Regions from separate parts of the Sus scrofa genome. Here region 1 is linked to region 2. A link is a contact called in public Hi-C data. All regions are on one chromosome and are shown on one strand. The core of a region is the stretch at or near the end of the contact, and the rest is flanking DNA. Distances in the headings are between cores, read along the strand shown.

Region 1 (4,364 bases), core at 1,848-4,347, 42 kb after region 2:
CTGGGTCAGCCCTGGGCAGAGCCCGGCTCGGGGGCTCTCCTCTTCCGCTCGGGGCCCCAGGTCGGGGGGCTTCTCCCAGCAGAACAGGTTCCCTCGCCCCGTGCCCGGTGCTGCAGGGAGATCTAAGGGGGCTGGGAGTTGCTCGGAGGTGTTTAATGCCCCGCAGGCCGACTTTGTTCAGGTAAAGCCCTTTGCAAACCACAACAAAAGCGCCCTGGGAAGATACAGGCCGGATCAGAGGGAGCTCCCCCGAGCCGCTGAAAGGAGAACACAGTCGCAAACAATGCAGGACAAGGCGATCTTATCAAAGAAAAGCCCTTTCAATGCCTTAATAACAACCGCATTCTGTTTGAATTACCACTACTGAGCAAATGGCGGCCCGGCTTTCATCCCCCTCCCCGCCAGGCGCATTAGCATCCACACAGCCGGCAGCGCATTTGAATGCGCGCGGCCGCCCCGACCCTGCGCCCGCGAACCAGGCGAACTGACACGTCCCGGGGGCCGGCGCTGCCGCCTCCGAGCCGCTCGAGCGGCCCGTGGGAGTCGCCCCTTTTTACAGATGAGGAAATTGAGACTCAGACGAAGTCACGCAGAAGTCCAAGGCGGGGCTGCCACGGGAGCCACGTCGGAGCCGCCAAAGACACCTCCGGGGCTGGAGAGCCGGGCGCAAAGGACTTCTGCGAGCCCAACTCTCCAGGAGCGATTCTCGCCTTGGGGTCCTTGGGAGCAGCTCCGGCCCCGGGGCTGCCCTTTCCGTCTCCCGGAGGGACCGGGGGACGCGGTGACCAGGACCCCTGCGCGCTCTGCAGCCCGCGCCCCCGGGGCCTCGGAGGCGCCCCGCACCCCCTGGGAACCTAGGAGGGGGCTGGAGGAGGGGAGAGATGAGAGGGACTTGTCAGAATTCATTATTGACTGCGAAAGTCACCACCCTCTTTCCGGGGCCCTAAAAGAGACAATGGCAGGGCTGGGAAGGTGTATATCAAAGCGGGCCGGGCCGGGTACCACCCCCCTCGCCCCTTGACAGATGACGCTCCGCAGAGGAGCCGGGCTCGGGCCCGCGGGCCGCGGCCTCCCGACATTAACATCACAAGGGCGCCCGGCGCCGACTGCGGCCTTGCCACCTCGTCGCGGGACATCACAGCGGCCTCTCATCTGCTGACCCCGCGGCCTGGGCTCCTGGGGCTCCCCTCCCTCTCCCCCCGCCGGGCCCCTGATCCGCGGCCACTCGCCCGCGACGCGCCAAAGGTCCCCCTTAGGCAGCCCCGGGGCCCCGCCAACTGCACCCCAGGCAGGCTCCGTAGAAAAGAGCCTTCCCTGAGAGCGCGCTCTGTACAGGCGAGGGCGCCTCTTCTTGGGGACGGGACCGAGCCGAGGCTGCCGGTCCTCGGCGCTGAGGCCTTCTCCCCGGGCGGCCGCACTTCCCACCTCGTCGGTCCCCGGCATGTGCCCAGTGACGCAAATCCCGATGCCCAGAGACAGCCCCCAACGGCTGCTCTGATTTATACGGCTGTAATTGGCTATAAACGCTGCAAAGTGGCCATAACCTGCAAGCCGGCCGGGCTTGGGCCAGAGAGGAGGGAAGAGAAAAAAGCGGAAGTGCCGAGGGCTGGGAAAGTCTTCGTGGAGGAAAAGGGGAGCCAAGCGAACTCTCCCACCACACCTACTGAACTTCCTTCCCACTTTGACACACATTCCCACACTCGGAACCTCTGAGCCCCCACAGCTCGGCAAACCCAAGATCTTTGCAGAGACACCTCTGGCACAATCTTCTTGAACGTACACACGCCTACACACACACACACACACACGCGGACCCTGGAAGGGAGGGTTCCATGATCCCTGACTGGAGCAGCAGCTGAATCCCCACCACGACCCGCTGCTTTTCTCCCTCTGCAGACACGAAGGGACTCCCCGGGTGTCTTGTCCCAGCCCTCGGCTGTTGATTGAAGTATCCCTTTGCAGATCAAAGGTTCCAAGACCTCGGCGCCCCCCTTCCCTACTTAGCTCCTGGGGCCAACACCTTCTTTCCAGCTACAGCAGCTTTGCCGGCTACGCGCTCGAGTTCCGCTCCCTAGAGTTGGCCCGAACGGCCAAACCTGGTCCCACGCGCGGCCCCAGGCCACCACTCTTCCCGAGGGGCTCGGACAGGGAAGGAGGACGTGCCCGGAGGGTCGAGAGAGCCCGGCCTGGTGAAGTTCGAGGGAGGCCGCGCACCAAGCGAGCGCGAGCGGCTCTACGTGGGAAGGGCGATTCGGCTCCGGTGCAGCCGCCCGCGACATTCCCGGGAGCCTCCCGAGAGTGTAAGGACTTGGGAACGAGACGGCTGCACAGAGGAAGCCTCTCCTCGGCCCCGAACCGAGCGCGGCTCGAGGGACCGAAATGTCCACTCCTGACCCCCCCCCCGCAGCTGGAGAAGCCTCGGGGGGCCGGAGCCCCCAGACGTTGTCGCTCCGCCCCGCCCCCTGGCGCGGAGTCCCCAGACCCGCCGGGGACACGCGCCGCGCCTTCCCCGGGCGCCCGCCGCCGCCACTTACCTTGGCTGCCGAGCGACGGCTGCGCGGGCTTCCGCATCCACTCGCACAGGTTCCGCCGCTGGCCGCCGGGGGACAGCTGCTCGGCGGCGGCGGTGGCGGCGGGCCCGGGAGGGCCGGGGTTGAGCGTCTGCAGCAAGCCCGAGGCGCAGGAGGGCGCGGCGGCCGGGTGGTGCGGGTGGTGGTGCGGGTGGTGGTGCGGGTGGTAGTCGGCGGGGTGCTGTAGCCCATGGCGGCGGCCGGGGAGCCCCCGTTGAGGCCGTGAGCCACGGCGTTGGCGGCGGCCGCCGCGCCCCCCGGCGCGTAGCCGTTCCAGTCCTCGCGGAGCGGGGCGCCGTACGCGGCCGGCCAGGACGGCCCCGGGGACTGCGCGCTGTCCAAGTTCGCGGCGGCGGCGGCCGCGGCCGCCACATGGTAGCCGCCGTAGTCCGGGTACTGCGGGGGGCTCACGAAGTTCTGCGGGGCCAGGTTGAGGCCGCCGGAGTGGCGCACGGAGCTGGGATACATGCTCACGTCCTTGTCCAGGAGGTAGCTCACGTACATGGTGGCGAGGTCCCGACGGCAAACCTCACCATGCTGCCTGGGGACCCACGCTGGAGGCTGCCGCGGGCCGCGCCGGGGAAGGGGCGAGGGGGCGCGGGAGCGGCGGGTGGCTGCGCCCCAGAGCGCGCTGCTGCGCCGGCTCCTCGCGGCGCTTCTGCCTCTGAGGCGGTCCCTCCCTCTGGCCTGCCTCGTCCCGCCCTCCCTCCCTCTCTTTCTTCCTTCTTTCCTCCCACCTCCTTCCCACTAGGCTGCAGAGGCGGGGAAGACCCGCCACAGGCTGGCGTGCGGAGCCCCAGGCCGGCGGCCTTACGTGATTAACGAGTGTTTACAAGACTCTTATTAGTAATGACACAGACACCAATGGCTGGAGACGTCGAGGCGCAGCGCGCGCACGGCGCACACCCCCCCGAAACATGATTTGCATTTTAAAAGATGGGGGGGGGCGCTCGCGAGAGGGCAGCGACCCATCACAGCTAAATATTCAAACCTTTATTGTTAAGAGCTTCCTCCTTCCAACCTTGGTGCACTTTAACCTCCAATCACAGGTTCAAAGAATGAAATCAAGAGACTTGCAAAAGAGAGGGGGAAAGAGCTATCTTGGTGGGAATCTGGGTTTGGAGACTCAGGAGTCGTGTTTATGCATTTGCAGGGAAGGGTGGGGGTGGTGGTGGTCTAGAAGCTTCTTCCATCCCAAAGAGAAAAGAAAAGCGAAGCCGTTGCTTTGATGACAACGTTTCTGGCCAACCCGGGGAGGTGACGAGTTGAGCCTGGAGAAATGGGCCCGGTTCCTTCCCGCCCTGCGCCCCGCGCCAGAACGACGGTGCGCCCCCAACAACTGTCACCGTTCATCATTTATGTCCTGCCCCGAGGAAGCCGCTCGCCCTCCACACGAGATAAATTAAGACCCTAGTCGCAGGTTGCATCTCCGAGTTCACTTCACATTGAGATTTAAGTTAAAACAATTCATTTTTTAAAAAGCATTTATACTCAAGATTCAAAAGTCTTAACTGCAAACCAAGAAGCGGGTGGTAGAAGCCAGGCTAGCAAAGAGTAGTAATCGCTGCAGACCTGGTGCTGTTTCTTCAGCAGGGTGCTGTTTCCACGGTGTGTTTGTTGTTTGTGAAAATTAAGAGTTACCCTTATACATTTATTATACTTAAATACTCGGTTAAAAATCAAGGAAAAGGAAATTTAGAATTTCTGCTCCTATGCCGCTGGGTATTTATATGTCATACATCACACCTATTACTTAAAAACACGTTCTCATTTGCAAAGTAAAACCTTCTCCGG
Region 2 (4,185 bases), core at 1,313-3,812:
CTGCTGTTAAATGGCTCGGGAAGGCGCTGGCCTAATGGCTCCGTATCGCTCCCGGGCCTGTGGGAGGCGAAGGGGGCGCAGGCGTCAGCGGGGATTCAGAGCGGAAACCATTTCACCTGTAATGGACTTGGCGACTTTACGACACCCTGAGCCACAGCCACAGCAGAAACACAACGCGCCTCTAGCTCGGTGGCGGTTCTGCGGGTGCGTCTTTTATATGTGCCTGAATTATAAGCAGCCAATCCCCAAACCCTCTTCGTTTGGTCCCACCTAATAATCATGACAGCAAATGGCTGTGTGACCTCGGGTTCCCGGGCCACTTCTTCAGGTAGCCAGCAGGGCAAAAGGCCCCTTGTGAGCGTGGGAGGGTCTGCACAGGACACCCTCAGCCGCCCCCCTCCCCCACCCCCGCCGCACATTTTGTGCCCCCCCCCAGCCACATTTTGTTGTTATTGTTCAGCCTGGGGTTCCCGGATTTTGCTTTCTGCTGAGTGCCTCTTCTTTCTGCAGGGCCGAGCAAAATTATTAAATGGGAGCAAATGAAGCATCGAAATGGAGACCAATTTACCGAAACGTGCAATTAGACGAGAAGTGCAAAGTAAACACGGGGAGGGGGGAGGAGGGGAGGGCGAGGCGCGGCTGCAGCGGAGGGGGAGGAGGGGGCTGCAACCGAGGCCGGGGAGAGGGGCTGCTGAGCGGCCAAGGGGGCGGAAGAGGGGGGAGGGGGAAGGTGGCCGATCTTTGTCCCAAGCCGAGCTGCGGCCCGCTCATAACCGCGTCGCCAAGTCAACCCGCCGCGGCTCGGCACATTATCTCCCAGGGTCAACACGCCGCGGCCCGGCAACCCCCTTGGGCCCTGCCCTCCTGATCGATGTGGTCACTCGCGGCGGGTGATAGCGCGGGTCCTCCGCGGACGCCGCGAACAATGGACTCATTGAGAGATTAGGTGCGGGTCCCAGGCTTTCGCACCCCGGCCCCCGAGGACCGCAGGTGGCCCTTTTCCCTGACGAGATCGCCGGGTCTCCCCCCACCGTCCGTCCGCCGCTCTCGCTCTCGACCTGCCCTGCTTCGGGAGCCGGCGCCCCCACGAGCCCCGGAGCCGCGCGCGCCCACCCCCCGCGCGGACCCCAACACGGATGTTGGCGGCACCAGCATCTTACCGGAGGAGGACTCTGCAGAGACGTCCTGATTCCCAAGTAGCTTTTGCTTTTTAATGAAAAGGAGGCGTATTTCCGAGGAGCCCGCTCAATCCGTACACAGACGACGGGTCCTTCCACCGGGGGAAAAAAATATATTAAAATCTACCTCGCAAAAGACTGGATACAGTCTGCAGGTTAGGGAGGTCAGTGGGGCGATTTCTCGTGCTGGTTCCTTGTGGTTCACGCTCCCTCTGGCCCAGGCTCTTCTGCAAACTCGCTCAGGTTGTCTAAAACCCTCGTGGCGGTTCGCGGACTGTGGTCATTTCGGCGTGACCAGTCGGCCGCGTTGGTCCTGTCCCGGGATTAGATGCCGCCGCGCCCCGGAAGAGGCCCCATCTGCACCTCTGGGTTCCAAAAAGCGTCTCTATTTAGCGAGGATGCCCAGAGTGCCCAGAAGTTACCAGCATCAGTGGCAGCCCAACACGGATGTTGTAATTTAAAAAAACGCAGGGCTTTTCCTTCTTTTCCCGAACATTGCTTCTCCCCCAGGCCTGCCTTGGTTGAGCCAGACACGGGAGTCAACGTCCTGCAGCTGACAGACTCCAGCGAGGTCCCGGATCCGTGGGGAGCCATCAAGAAGGATCTGGAAACCTGTGCCCAGCCCTCGCCCCTGCCTCCCGGCCACAGAAGAGGACGCTACTTCTCTGCCCCCTTGCCCCAGTAGCAAACTGCACTCTGAGGTGGCCGAACGAGCCCCAGCGTCCCCAAATCAAAATTAATAATGCTTTTCAATTAAAAAAAAAAGCCAAAAATCCATTGGGAATGCTTCTGAAGTTAGAGTTTACACTCCGGAAATCCCCCAGAGCAAACCACAGACAAAAACATAATGCGAACGCTGGATCACTCGTGGTTGTGTATAAACATAAATAAAATAGAACCAACTGCTTCTGACCTGTAGAGCTGGGGTCTGCAGAAAGTTTTGATCGTGTCCCCTAACAGTGTTTTTGTTTTTTTGTTTGTTTTGTTTTTTTTAGTTTGGGTACAATCTTGACATGTGCCTATTTCTCAATTATATTACTGAACCGATATGCACAATTTTTTTCTAAGCATTTTCTCTCGTTTATTGAAATCGCTGGTTAGAGGAGATTCGCAAGCCCTTGTTTTGCGACAATATGCACATTATCAAATGTACAAACAACACAGACCGTTTAAAGGATGACAAAAGTATGTTTCTATACATGAATAGAAGTCCAAATATTTTCCCCGCATGTCCCACTTTGGCAAGTACTGCCAACTGCACATGCAGGGGTGAGCAGTAAACTCAGCTGAGAGAGAATACTGAAACCTTCAGGTGGGTACCTGGGCCTGGCTTCTTAAGGCAGCCAGCCAGGCCAATAATGGCCTCGGGCTGAGCCACGTGGGGCACAGCGGAGCCTATGGCGTGGCAGCCGCCCGCCCGTCCCCGCCGGCAGCAGGTTCCCTCTGCCAGCGCTGCGGAGCTGTCAAAGCAGCAGGGGTGGCGCCGGGAGCGGGAGCGCCGCACAGCTCCAGGTCCCCGGCTCCAGCTCCCTGCAGGGGTCCCCAAGCCCTGGCGGCAGTCATGAATGGCGAGGAGCAGTACTACGCGGCCACGCAGCTCTACAAGGACCCCTGCGCCTTCCAGCGGGGCCCGGCGCCAGAGTTCAGCGCCAGCCCCCCTGCGTGCCTGTACATGGGCCGCCAGCCCCCGCCGCCGCCGCCGCCGCCTCCGTTCGCCGGCGCCCTGGGCGCGCTGGAGCAGGGCGGCCCCCCGGACATCTCCCCGTACGAGGTGCCCCCGCTCGCCGACGACCCGGCGGTGGCGCACCTCCACCACCACCTCCCGGCTCAGCTGGCACTCCCGCACCCGCCCGCCGGGCCCTTCCCGGATGGAGCCGAGCCAGGAGCCCTGGAGGAGCCCGGCCGCGTCCAGCCGCCTTTCCCGTGGATGAAGTCTACCAAGGCTCACGCGTGGAAAGGCCAGTGGGCAGGTAAGCCTGGCTCCCCGTCCCCTTTGTCCTCACCCGCTCTCGGCCTGGCTGCCTCTACCTTCCAGCGCTTCCCAGGGCCCCTCCCCAGCCCCTGTGGATAAGGCAGAGTCGGACTAAAGCATACCGGAACCTAGCAAGGCCATTCTGCACAGAAGCACTTCTCTGGCCCCAGCTTGGAGTGTCTTTCCACTCAGCTCTCCTCCTAGGAGCTTAGGCTCCTTCCTTTCCTGATACGCTGAACTCCAGGAGCCTGCGCGCTCCCTGCAAATCTAGGCCTGATGAGGCTCAAGGCTCGGGACCCTCCAATTCTCCTCCAGCAGGGAGGTCCGCCCGCCCAAGGCCCCCAGAATTGCACACCGAGGGAGCCGAGTAGGGCTCTGGGATGCTCCCTACCCGGCCAGAGCGTGCCTTCAGAGCCCCAGGCCCCTTTTTTCCTGAGCAAAGCAGCTCGAGTAAAGAAAGCCAGGCCGACTCGGGGGCACCAGGTTGGTGCAGAAAATCAGGGGAGGAAAACTGCACCCAAGCCTGCAAAGATGTCTAGAGGCCAGGGCCAGGGGTGGGGTGGGGTAGGGGGCTCACCGCCAGACCGAGGACTGGCCGCTCACCCTCGACGCTGGCAGCTGGGAGAGGCGTCTGCGATGCTAATTCACTTTCGAACAAACAAAAGTGTCTGAAGGGCCCTCCCCACGCTGCTTCCCAGCGTGTCGGTTTGAGCAGGAAGGTGTCCTCTTTGCACAGGCGGCTCAGGGCGGCCCCAGGCACCGGCACGTAAGGAAAGGTCTTCCCGGAGCAGGGGCCGGAGGCGCAGACGCTGAGCGGCCCCCAGGTCCCTTCTCGGCCCGTGCCTGCGGCGAGTTGCTGCGCGGCCTGTGCTGCTGCCGCTACACAATGTTATCGCTTCCGTGCCGAAGCCACTTCTCGTCACACCTGCACTGCAAATAGTTGACTTTTCTTTCCAACTAACAGTCGGGAGTTTGGGAAAGAGGCTGGAGCGGCCCCCAGTCTGCCAGGTCTGGCTGGCCTGCCTGGCCCTGACC

The links. A called contact is a pair of places that touch in the nucleus more often than the background predicts.
Region 1: a Hi-C map of epiblast stem cells shows a contact between it and region 2, with 1.9 times the contacts expected there. The contact joins the promoter of CDX2 here to the promoter of PDX1 in region 2. A contact is called at or near these places in 5 of 47 Hi-C or Micro-C datasets (blood, brain, embryonic fibroblasts and 2 more).

Annotation. Positions count from the first base shown.
Region 1 is chr11:5,342,984-5,347,347 of Sscrofa11.1, forward strand. CDX2 (caudal type homeobox 2) reads right to left here and starts at 3,098. Exons shown (of 4, transcript NM_001278769.1): 1 at 2,752-3,098; 2 at 2,535-2,749. The coding sequence starts at 3,074.
Region 2 is chr11:5,301,047-5,305,231 of Sscrofa11.1, forward strand. PDX1 (pancreatic and duodenal homeobox 1) reads left to right here and starts at 2,563. Exons shown (of 2, transcript NM_001141984.2): 1 at 2,563-3,148. The coding sequence starts at 2,740.